Regions from separate parts of the Anser cygnoides genome. Here region 2 is linked to region 1. The links are chromatin contacts, called in public Hi-C maps. All regions are on one chromosome and are shown on one strand. Each heading gives the region's core, a stretch centred on a gene start, on an enhancer-like site or on the middle of the called end of the contact. The rest is flanking DNA. Distances are from core to core; before and after follow the strand shown. Region 1 holds the start of ANO1 (anoctamin 1). Region 2 holds the start of FGF19 (fibroblast growth factor 19).

The links. Hi-C and Micro-C count contacts between places; a contact is called where the count stands out from the background.
Region 2: a contact with region 1 is called in a Hi-C map of liver, with 5 times the contacts expected there. The contact joins the promoter of FGF19 here to the promoter of ANO1 in region 1. A contact is called at or near these places in 2 of 7 Hi-C or Micro-C datasets (granulosa cells and liver).

Annotation. Positions count from the first base shown.
Region 1 is chr5:18,644,673-18,651,105 of Taihu_goose_T2T_genome, reverse strand. ANO1 (anoctamin 1) reads left to right here and starts at 2,932. Exons shown (of 27, transcript XM_048058602.2): 1 at 2,932-3,068.
Region 2 is chr5:18,818,230-18,824,014 of Taihu_goose_T2T_genome, reverse strand. FGF19 (fibroblast growth factor 19) reads right to left here and starts at 3,602. Exons shown (of 3, transcript XM_048058590.2): 1 at 3,005-3,602; 2 at 2,807-2,910. The coding sequence starts at 3,248.

The DNA of each region.
Region 1 (6,433 bases), core at 1,683-4,182:
ACCCACAGCACGTCCATTAACTCGTTTTTTTCTCATGTACGTGTGGATGACGGGCAGGGACCATGCTGTGGAGGGTGCAGAAGGCAAGGGGCAGGGGTACGCCCCTGCAGGAGCTTTTTCCACCATCATGTGATTGCGCTCATGCCATTTCGAGCAGCTGCCAGGGATGTGGGCTCTTATCTCCGGGTGCCCCAGCCGAAAGGAGAGCTGGAGCATTTCCCTGCCTTCACCGCGCGCCCCGCAAAGGTGTAAGAGAGTACACAAAAATAGTTCGGAGGCAGAGAGGGGCTGGTGGGCTGCCATTTGGGCTGATGGGGCTGGTGTTAGCATTTCTCCAGTGAACGAGCACCCGGAGCCTTTACTTGTCTCCGGATCACAGGAGGTGAGAACTGAATTATTATTGTTATGAAGGTACACAGTACATTCTGCAGGAGCAAACTATAAATATTTCCAGCAAATGCACTTAATATAGGTGTGGGTGCCAAGTAGCACTGTCTCCTTCCTAATTGTTAAGAAAGAATTTTTGTTTTATTGCATAGACAAGTAGATCCTCCTTCTCTTTGCCATCCTTCTCACAAGTATGTGTTGAGATGGCACAATGGGTTTATCACATGGTAAGGAAGAAAACTGTAGCTGGAGCCTCTGTCTCCTATCAGCCCAGCAGCCTATTTTAGCTCATGGGGCTCTTGAGAAGACAAATCTTGTTTCCTCTGCTCTCGCGCACAGTCTGAGTGGTCCCACTGCTCGGTTGTCACCTCCAGTGAAGGAGTGGTCCAACTGATGTCAGTCCAATGCCGATGTCCCTGCGCTGCACAGGGAGGAGCCCAGGGAGCCGTGGCAGGTCCATGACATGGTGTGTGGACATCTGGAGGGATGGACATTGGGCAGCCTCCATCCAGGGGCATGACTTCCCCTTTCTCCTTGTAGCGTGTCCAGCCATGGGCTTCTCCAAAGCATTCAGAGGACCAGCTTGAGCTCCTCCATTTGAGTGGGAAGGAAAATTCTCCTGCCTGGTAGTACTGCTGGCTGTGGCACAGCCTCCGCAACACATGGAGGTCATCCATTTGCATGCAAATCTGTGCCTGACCAGCCCAGGACCTTCTAAACTAATGGCAGGCAATCACTGTGGTTTGATTTTCAGGACACTTTTTAAACAGTAAATGATCACTCATTAACACTTAAACACCTGGAGTGAGGCGGTAGTGTTAGGTCTACTTTGTTTGTTTGTTTTGTTTGTTTTTTTTTTTTCCATGCATGTGGCTGAAGTATAAATTTAATTTCTGAAACACTGCTTGTCAGACTAGAACTCCCTAAACCCCGTTACCAAATGAGGTCATTGATCAGCTGACCTGCCTTTGGCTGGGCTTGCAGTGGAGAGCAGTGGGCAGAAAAGGCCACTTTCTGATGAGGACGCAGGCTCCGTGGCTGAAGCCTGCTCTGCCGGCTCTGAGGTGTGTGTGTCCAGGCTGGGTTCCCAGCCCAGCTGTAGCCAGCGGCTGCTGACAGAGCCTGGGATCATTGCGAGATAGGATGCTGGAATCCGGCATTGTTTCCAGCTTTCTTTGTGTTTCACGTTCATAAGACAAATATATATGTTGGGCTTGTGCCCACATTTGGTTCTGCTGCAAATCTCTGTCCAAAATAAATTAATTGTAAGCAAAGGAAAAAGAGCACTCTCTCGAATGCCTTTGATCTCCAGTTAAGCAAGCCAGTAAGTGAGGCTTCATACAACACGATCCACTCATCTGCTCTTCTGCTAATAATAAAATGAGTAAAGCACATTTTAAAAATAGTCTAAATCCATACTTTCTCAAAAAAGCACAAAAGTTAAGAAGGAGTAAAAAGATATGAAATCTAGACTAAAAGCATCTTGGCTTGGCTTCAAAGCCTCTGGGGATTATAGCCCATGAAGAAGAAATCTATACGTGTAAATTCCCTTGTTTGTGTGTTTATCTCAGTGTGTTTTCTACCTGTCATGTCAAATCTCCAACATCACCAGGAAAGATTCTTTTACAACTTGAAAAATGCAGTCCCATGGAGATACTGAAGCCACAACCTGCTACGTTTTGGGTAACAAAGGAGAGTAGAGAGTGGGTTGATGACTGCAACCTAAGCAGGAGCCGTGTCCGGTCCCGGTTGTGCAGCAGGGAGCCACATGCCCTGCGCAGTCCCCCAGGGGCTCCTTCCCCAGGAAGGCAAGAGGAGGTTGCTTGGCCCCACAGTTCTCTTGTAGTCTGGGTCAGAGAACCACCAGCAAGATGTGGCTTCTGGGGCTGCCCCAGGGAGCGGGAGCACAGCCCTGAGAGAAGCCAAGGGGTTTGTGCCCTGGGAGATGAAGAGGTCTGGGATCCTGTTCTCCTGGTCCTGTGCAACTCCTGCGGCCATCCAGCTGAAGGTGTAAAAAGTGAGTGGCAGCTATTCTATACCCCGCACTTAAATAAGTAAATGCATAAATGAAGAAGAGGTGGTATTTTGTGAGGTCCCGAGTTTGCTGGTGTGTACCGTGATATTCCTAACACCCCTTGCACACTGGGCCTGGGGAGGGGAGGCAGCTGGATGCTGCCAGCAGGCACTGTCCGCCCGGGAAATGTGTCCCGTGTGGCTGTTTGAGCGTGGACAGACGGAGGTGAATGCCAGCACACGCGGGGCAGGGGGGAAGGGGCGCGGGGGTGAGCTGGTGAGACCCAGCTGTGCCTTGGGCGGGGGAGACCTGTCAGCGCGGCAGCCCCAAATGACGGCATCTCTTTGGCAGGACACCGAGCCATACTTTTCCCCCCCTTTTTTCTCTAACAGCAAAGCGCACGAGGTTTTACCACGGTAAGAAACGGGCCGGTGGGGGTGAACCCGGCTCCGCTTCGGGCAGCGCAGGGCCACCGGGCTCAGCCCCGGGGACTCCCCAGCGCCGCGCCCGGGGCGCGCTGACCTTTGGCGGCCGCGCTGCCCCCGCCCGGCCGCCGCAGCAGCAGCAGCGGGAGCACGACCAGCACCGGCAGCACCGCCAGCAGCTGCCGCCGTCGCTCCGGCGCCCGGTGCCCAAGGTCAGGGCGGCACCGGCGGCCGCTCAGCAGGTAGGCGCGGAGCCCTGCGCGGGCGGAGCGGGGAGGCAGCGCGGCGGCGGCGGCGTGAGGCGGGGTGCCGGAGGGCTGGAGGCCGGCCGGAGGGCTGGAGGGCCGGCTGGAGGGCCGGCTGGAGGGCCGGCCGGCTCCCTCCCCGCCGCTCCCACCCCGCGGAGGGCCGCGCCGCGCTCCCGCCGCCCGTATTTAAAGGCGGCCGGGGGGCGCTGCGCCCTGCGGTGCCGCTCGGCGGGGTAGCGAGCCCTGCCCGCAAAAAGAGAGGGAGGGGGGAGGAAAGGGGGGGAAAAAAAATAGGGAGAGGGAGGAGGAGGAGGAGGAGGAGGGAGCCTGGGAAGTTGAGTTTGGTACCAAGCGGCAGGGGCTCGGCGGGCGATGGATAAGGATGAGATCCACCTGCACAGGCTGCCGGCCGCCGCGCCCTGGGGACCACGTAAGTCCGCGGCGGGGACGGGGTGCGGGGCGCCGGGGGGCCCGTGGGGAACGGGACGCCCCGCTGCCCATCTCTCGGCAGCCTTTCGGCGGGGAGCGGCGGTTACAAATCCCGGAGTAACCTCCGCCAAGTAGCGGGGAAATAAGATAGCTGTCTCCCCGCCCCGACCCCTCAAGGCGTAGAATGGCATAAAGTCCCCTTTACCTACATTCATGTAGCAATTAAAAGCTCATCTGGCCCCGGGATGCTAGTCTAATTATGAAAAACTGCTGGGATGCGAAGTAGATGAGATAAATCCTCGATTCGATGATTGCTCTTAATTCACGCTGTGCTGTGGAAGACCAGCAAAGAAAGGTCTTACCAACTGAAACAGGTCTGTCTCAGGTTGTCAGTAATGTTTTTACAGAACTGGCTATATCGCGTATCTCTATCATTAACTAATGTGTGCAGCAAAATAAATTATATATATTGGAAAGGGAAAATACATTCCTTGGCTGAGAAGTTACAGAATGTTTAGAGCCAAAGAGCAGATCGTTTAAATGGTAGGGGGTGGGAATTTCCTTGGCTTCCCTCTAGAAATAAATCACAGCTCGGTGTCTGCGTGCATGCATGTGCACCCACATATGCATTTATATAAAATCTTCACGCGCATTGGAACACAGATTTTTACAAGCACTATTTACTGAACACATTTTTTTACTAGTTTAGAGACTATAAAACTAGAACTGAGATGCTAACCAGGAACGTGCTGTAACACACTTGATTATCCAGCTGAATTGTATACAAATGAAGTAAATTTAGCATGGCACCATTTATAAATTCCATGCTTTACAATCAAAATTCCAAATCTAACTATTTGCAGCTAAGAATAGCACGGGGAGCCCTTTTCTTTACTCCCTCTTTCTTGGATTCCCATGAAAACCGTTATCCTAGAGTCTACTCGTTAAATGGCCAAATATTTAACTGGAGTTCAGCCCACTTCTAAAAGAAATGCTGTACACTCATCAAACCGTAGGGTAGCCAGAGTGCTCAGAATGAAAAGAGAACTATTTCTTTAATGTCTGACATGAAACAGCTGGACTTTGTATCTCGATACCGGGGATGGGGTTTCTGACTGCCACTGTGTGTCCCGTGTTAACATATTAGTTAAATTAAGGAGTTGGAACTCTTCAAAGCTGACCATGGGGTATATTCTGAAATTGAGAGCTGGGAAAGCCTGAGGTGCTGAGGTGTTATCGCAGTACATTAACGGAGGTATGAGCAAGAGGGCTGAAAGATAGAAATGGCACTAGAAAGCTCTACCATTACTCATGGGGCAGGTGGCAATTTATCGTGAGGCAATCACGGCAATAGGGCGGGAGTCCAGAGAAGTTGTTGGAGTGGCGTTTTATCTGCGAGAAACTTTACAGAATGGTTTGCAGTGACATTCTCTATTTAATTTACTGAATCACCTATTAGCAGCACAAACACTGTGTACCAGCTTCGTTAGTAAGTTCAAGGAGCAGTTTTGTTCTTGGAAGCGTGTATTTGTTTTTCTGTTGATAACTTATCCAAAAAAGCTTGTTTGTAAAAGCCATTTATAAGATGAAAACTCCTGTCTAATTACATAATGGATCCATGCATTGCAGCATGATCAATTAGTCCCAGCTAGTTCTTGGGCAAATTTTGCATGTATTGCCAGAGAGGCATGTGTACACCCATCCTTGATGTTTTTACATGGTCTTTATACTCAGAAAGCCCTGCTGCAGACAGCTGAGGAAACCTGATGGAACAAGGAGTTGGGGAAAAGCTGGAGTCAATGCGAGGGTGACAGAAGAGAGGAAGGTGAAGGGGAGTCTATAGCCCCCTTACTCTGGGTAAATACTTGGAATCAGCTACAGCCAAAACACTGTTTTGCATTTCTCTAGCGATAAGTTGGCCAAAGTAACATCAGTACATTATTTTTGGCTCTATTGGTGGCATGAAAGGGTAGGTGTGCTCGGCTACATCCCTGCCCTGGAGACCCAGACATCACAGCTGATGTCTCCCAGCTTGTTTGATGCTAGTTCCTTCCTCACGTCCTGGGTCAGGGAGTATGTGTGATGACGAAGGGGCCAGGGTCAGAATTGGGGTGGGCTGGGGAAAGGTGCCGACGTGCTGGCTGCTGGAAGGGCCACGGAGATAGCCTGTCAGTTCAGGGAGGGTGCGGAGTCGCTGGGACTGGTGCTCACAACGTAGCGTGGCATCAGCAGGCGCGTCTTTGCCCCCTGCATTTCAGCAGTTAAAAATTCCCCAAGCGAACACCTGGCCCCTTTGAAAAACAATGGGATTTTTTATGTAGTCACGCTACTGTCCCAAAAACTGAAGTGTTCTCCTCTTTTTTCTTTGTGAGACATCACTCACCTCTGAGCAGGGACTTCCTGCACAGCTCCATAGCTTCTACTATGCATCACCCAGCTTCCCGTGGTAGCACTGCAGCTATTTCCATTACCAGTGAAAATGATGAAGCATATTAAGCTAATAATTAATCAGAGATGACAAGGGACTAATAACCGTATTGATTTAATTAGGACTTCTTTTCCAGCTCTGTAACTCGCAGTCACGCACATCATTAACTTAATATTTTAATTTGTAGTAATAACTTATTAATTTCTGCAGATGAGCGCAGGCGCTGGGGAGGTCACGCTTGTGTGGTTGGGATGTGCAGCGTGCTGCCAAAGTAGGGTGCCAAAACAGAAGGCAGGAGAGTGACCCTGGGAAGTAAGTGTTTATTGGCATTGAGAAGGGAAAAATGTCCCTTTTGACTTTAATTGTACCCTTTGGCTTTTGGTGATTTTGAGAAAAGGAAATGCTTGGGGATGTGCTGTGGTTGGAAAATCCGGTTTGCTTTAAATTAGCTTCACTTTGGGGAGAGGGAAGAGCAGAGGGGACTGGTGGACAGGACAGATTT
Region 2 (5,785 bases), core at 2,353-4,852, 170 kb before region 1:
GCACAGGGAAAAAGAACCTCAGTTGGCAGTGCTTATTTAGATAAACTGTCCTTACTTGCTGACAGTACTTGTCTGAGACCTAATCCAACAGCTCTACGGTACAAAACTCTAGTGCTGTTAGAGATTCGCCTGTGTAAGGGCTTTGGAATCAGGACAGTAGAAAGGCAGTACTGTCAACGCCAGCATTTACACAAATGTGGCCAGAGATTAAAATAATACTTAAAAGGTAACTGCCTTTTTTTTTATTACTCAGCATTTATTGAAATAACAGAAGACCAATTCATGCAATGTTGTTTTCTCATTGGACTTAAGTTAGAACTGTCAATTTAATAGCATTGCAAGTTAAGATCTTGTATAGGAGAATATATTTTCTTAGGTATGAATTTGTAGAAATACACTCGTGACATATTGTGCCGACATTAGGATTTAGTATCACCAGGTTAGATCCTTTCACAAGCACTGCGTTTCTTACAGCTCTGGTGTTATTTCAGGCTCAGCCACCACAGGTGACTGAACTCGCGGTCAATAAAAGACAATTGCTGACAATGGCTCAGTCTTCAGCGATAAGTGTTTGTCCACGAATGCTCTGCCTGTCTAAATATAGAACGCGTCTGATACTTCTCAGTCATTCCTCAAACATCATCAAGAATATGGAGTACAATTAAATGCTTGCATTTGGCTGTCGTTTAAAAGCCCTTTTTAAACTAATATTTTTTTTTAAAAAGGCATTTTCTCCAATATAAATTACATGGTATATGTCCTTCCACACACAATATATCTCAGAAAAGCACACAATTATGGCTGAATTGTTGCCTGTCTTTATTTCTACGAGTGGTCAGCCTCACTAACGAGGATGATGAAATAACAGAGCTTCTTGAGCAAGTGCACATAACAAACCACAACGGTTATTGATTGAGCCCCCCATGTCTCAACTGGATTGTCCCCTCTTGACTACATTGGGATCGTCTCTAGCATTATTTTTAATAAGTATCAAATGCACTTTAGGTATTTCCAGGTTATTTTTTTTTCCACAGGAGGAATTCATAATATGTTAGTATATTAAGCAGTTTAAAAGATTTCTGCTAAACTACTGAATTCCTGAGAACAGGCCCCGGCACACTGCACATTCAAAACCAACCCCAGTGACCAATTTTACATGGTGTTGGAAAGGGGCCTGTTTCACGAGGGCATGCGGTCGCTGAGTTCAGTCCCCAGACACTGCATCTGCCCTTTCGTTCTTCCACTGCTGAAGACAGTGCTGATAAGGCAAAGGCTTCCCTGCAGAGCTTGTCTGCCCCGGCTGATAGCACAGAGGAGATAGCAGGTGTCGTGAACGACCTGATTTCTCACCTTCAGCCTGAACTGGGCACGGTCTCAGCAGTGTTTCTTTGGCAACCGGATGAATATAGCTGGTATATGCTAGAAGCCATCTATTTCTCCCTTCCAAATACACCCCTAGAGCAGAGTGGCTATGGGAGAGGGGGATGTGTCTCTTAAGAGAAAACTTCTATCTGTAAAATTCTATTCCTTTCACTTCTGTGAATATTGTCAGTGAAGCCAGTAAAACTATTTCCCAGAATAAGGCAATAAAATTGATCCATGACACAAAGATGTGATGGCACAGCTACATACTATGGTGTTCTCAGAAAAAAGCCAACAACCTGCAATGAATACTATATAGCAACAAACCCAGTCGAGGGATATTCATTAGCTTTCAAAATGGTATTATTGAAAGCTATTTTAAAATTCTGTGACTGCTAAAGTCCAGCCAGCAGCTCCAATGGGAGCAGGACCCGGACTCTGTTTTGCTTTCATCGATCATTTTGCTTTGGATTTACATTAAAACTTTAAGCTAATAATTGACCCACCAGATCATCTGAGCCTATACACCTTATCACTGCATCGATTGTCTGATTCTAGCCCAGAAAAGCAAGGAAATTGAGAAAGAAAGGCTAAATCCTATGTTGCATACTCAGTCCATAACTTTATCTGCCTTGCTCTCATAAAAGATACCGGGAGTTTTGACAATGGGCCAGGTCCTTGCCCTACTGAAATCAGCAGAAATTTTGCCGGAGTTATCAAAGCAGAACCGAGCTGTATCTTTACTACAGCACAGTAAAATGCCATCGCTCCGTGCAGCTCAGGTTCCTGTAGAGCAGTTACACGAAGACTGACTCTGAGCTCACATCCTAGCAGCTCATGCATGTGGTTTACCAATCCGAGTTTATACCACTGCTGATGTCCAGCAGATATGCTGGCGTACTGAGATGATGAGCACGAGCTAACAGTGTGGGATCAGTGAGTCACTAAACTCCTCAGCCTCCAAGAGTCCCGCAGGTGTGCTGTTATCCCAAGCCAGAAGTGGGACAACGGGGATTAGTCCTTCCTGCCCGAGTCCCGTTTCTGTTTGGTACTACCTAGGGGTCAGCAACCCCGTGTGGCAGCTATCTGGGTGCATCTCCCTTCCAAAGGAGGCATCTTATATATATATATATTGGAATATCTGAGCTGAACAGCGAGAAATTATTCAGATCCAATGGCCAGACTTAATCTGTTTCTGGGTCAGAACTGCAGCCACCAACCGATGAGACTTTTCAAACGCCCCCAGTTCTGGTCTATACTATATTTTCTGTATACAACACATACGCTGCATTCGGAACGCTGTTCCCGTGTTGCCTCCTTCTAATAACCCCCTTCAGGCGACGAGAATCGCCCCCCGGTCCTACAGCGAAAAGGGGGCGCCTGGGGAGGGGATGGGGGGGCTGGCGAGCCCGGGGCAGAGCCGGGGCCGGGGGTCGCAGCTCACCTGCCCGTGCAGCCGCCCCGCCTCGTCCATGCAGAGGTAGCGGGAGCTCAGCACGCCCTTGATGGCCACGGTGCGCACCGCCACGGCGCGGATCTCCAGCAGACCTGCGGGGCACAGGGGAGAGAGCGGCGTGAGCCCGTCCCGTCCCGTCCCGTCCCGTCCCGTCCCGCCCCGTCCCCGCAGCGCCCCGCTACTCACTGTGCGGGCTCTGGCTGCCGGCCGCGTCCACCCGGCCGTCGCCGCCGATCCTGAGGAAGCAGCTGAAGAGCCCGTGCTTGCTGGCGGTGTAGAGGTGCCGCAGCCGGATGGGCTCCCCCCAGCCGTAGTTGACGTGCGGGCCGGCGTCGGGCAGCGGCAGCGAGCGGGCGGCGGCGGCGGCGGCGGCGGCGGCGAGCCCCAGCAGCGCCAGGGCGGCGCGGCGGGCGGCGGGGCGCGGCCCCATGGCGGGCGGCACGGAGGGGCGCGGAGCGAGGGGAGGGGAGGCCGGGCGCTCGCCTCGGCTGGCGGTGCCGCGGGATGTAGCACGGGCGAAGCCGGCCCCCCGGCCTTTTATAGGCCTCCGTTATCAGCCCGATCGATTCGGCCGCATCCAGCTCCAATATAGAGCCCGTTTCATAGCGGGAATTGGCCGGGGCGGGCACTCCCCCCGAAAATATTGATCGGGTGACATCATGGCGCAGGGGACACCCTGAAGGCGCTCCCTCCCCATCCGCACCTCCGAGATTCCCCGTCGGGGCTCCGGCCGCGCCCCTCCCCGCCACCCCGGGCTGCCCCGACGGGCCGTGCCGTGCCGTGCCGTGCCGTGCCGTGCCGGGCCGTGCCGTGCCGGGCCGTGCCGGGCCGTGCCGGGCGGTACCGCACCCCTGCCCTGAACTGAGCCCCGAAGCACACGGGGCCGGGGGTGCGCGACCCGCAGGCGTGGAGGTGCCCCGGGGCACCGTCCGGAGCCGAGCCTCGGCGCTGCCGCTTGCCCGTCCCGCATTTCCCCGGTCAGAAACCGGGCGGCTGCGGCCCCGGGGATGCCTGTGCGACCTGGCTGGGAGAGGGAGCCGGGTCTCCGCCGCCGCCGCCTGGCACCGGCGGGCGCGGGCAGGGCGGGGGGCGCCGCCTCCGCTCCCCCCCGGCTGCTCCGGGCCGTATTGCCGCCCGGCCATCCCCCGCCGGGTCGCTAGATGGAGCCTGGCACCCGGCGTGCGGGCTGGCCTCGCCGTCGGGGAGCTGCTGCATGGGGGGCTCTCCAGCTCCTGTCCTTCCCCGTTCGCACCTAGAAATCGGGGGGGAAAAAAATAAATAAATTGTGTAGTAAAACTGCATCGCCCCCGGCCAGGAGCCCGGCATAAGCATGAAGCAGATTTTGTCCCGGTCCGCGTACCAGCAGCTTTTTCCAGGTGGGCTCGTTTCATGGAAAGAAGCAGACACGCACCTCTTGTTTGCTCAGTGCATTCAACATCTCAGGGGCACGCCAGAGGGATCACTGCTGACTCTTCTGTTGTCCATCCAAACTAAGCACTAAAGGAATTTTCTCAGATCCCAAGAGAGAAACTATGCACCGATGGAATTTCATAAAGAAAGACAAAACCTTTCCCCCACAGGACACATAAACTAACAGTTAAGCAAACTATAACCTTGCCCCAGCAACTTCTCTGAAGCAAGCAAACAAAACCTTCCTGTCAGCTCCCAAATACTGTTTTACTACCTGCTTACTTTCATCTTTTTGTCTGTACACTTGCATCTCTATCCTGTAAACACTCATACAAATAACTTTTCTTTATGACTAATCCTAGCTCAGTGAGGCTGTGCATATAGACAAGGCCATGCAAAATCACAGAGCTCTGCAGGACGATGGCCTGCACGTGTATACATGCTTACATGGTGCATAATCATCACGTGTACCTTACGGCACTGAAGTTACCACATTGGTTATTTAGTGTTTGAATGATCAGGGCCTTGCATCACCAGCTCCGTGGAGCAAGGGATTATATGTCACCAGCCACTTCAAAAGCAACCACTGCTTTTGACTACCTCTTTTTCCTTTTTGGTGGTCAGTTTGAGGGACCCAGAAAGAAGCCCAGCTTTCTCTGCATGGGTGATGAGTAATTGAGAAAAATCGGGATGGCCTCCCCTTCAGGTGTCTCCTGCTGCATCCTCCAAATCACAGGCTGATTTGAGAAATTATGTCCTTTCAAACATCACACAAGTTGACAATATTATGAAAACAGTAAATAATAGCAAGGTGTCTGAGACCCTATATATATATATATATACATTTTTTTTTCCTCTGCACAATTCTGCAACATTATTACATGGCTACTACAGAGGCAGTTCACAACCCTGGGCCCCACAGCACTTGTGCATGTAACTCATCCTGGCTGCATGTGCATTCTTCAAGGTATCGAGCACCCACCACAGACACAGAAGTTATGGTCGGAAATGAATCTGAAAGGCTTTTTGGTCCATTTTGTTGTGCATCCCAGTGAATAGAAACTATTTTATGTGTACTGACGATCTCATGTTAATAATATTCACCATCATAAATATACACTGTTTTCTTCATCAAAATGTCAAACTTCTTTCAAGCAGCAAAGAATTGATGCTTGACTTGTTTATTCATTTTAATGGTATTATTCCTTTATGAGGATCAAAAATTGAGGCGGGAAGGACAAATCACTTGCACTAAATGATACTTCAAATCAGTGAAAAAGCTGACTATAGGTGAGAATTGCTTAATGATTGAGAGCTTTTAAAAGTTATTTTCATTGTTACTATTGCTGATGTTACATGGACTGATTTTTAAAGTCTCATATCAGATCAAATGAAAATGAAGTGCTTAACTCTCTCTCTCTCTCTCTCTCTCTCTCTCTGGAATTATCTCTCAATATAGTAATGTTTCAATCTAATTCATTTGTTCAAGTTCCTCTGGAGCTAGTGACTGAGGTTAAGAGCCTCCATGTACTTATCTGGATTGGATAGTACCAATCC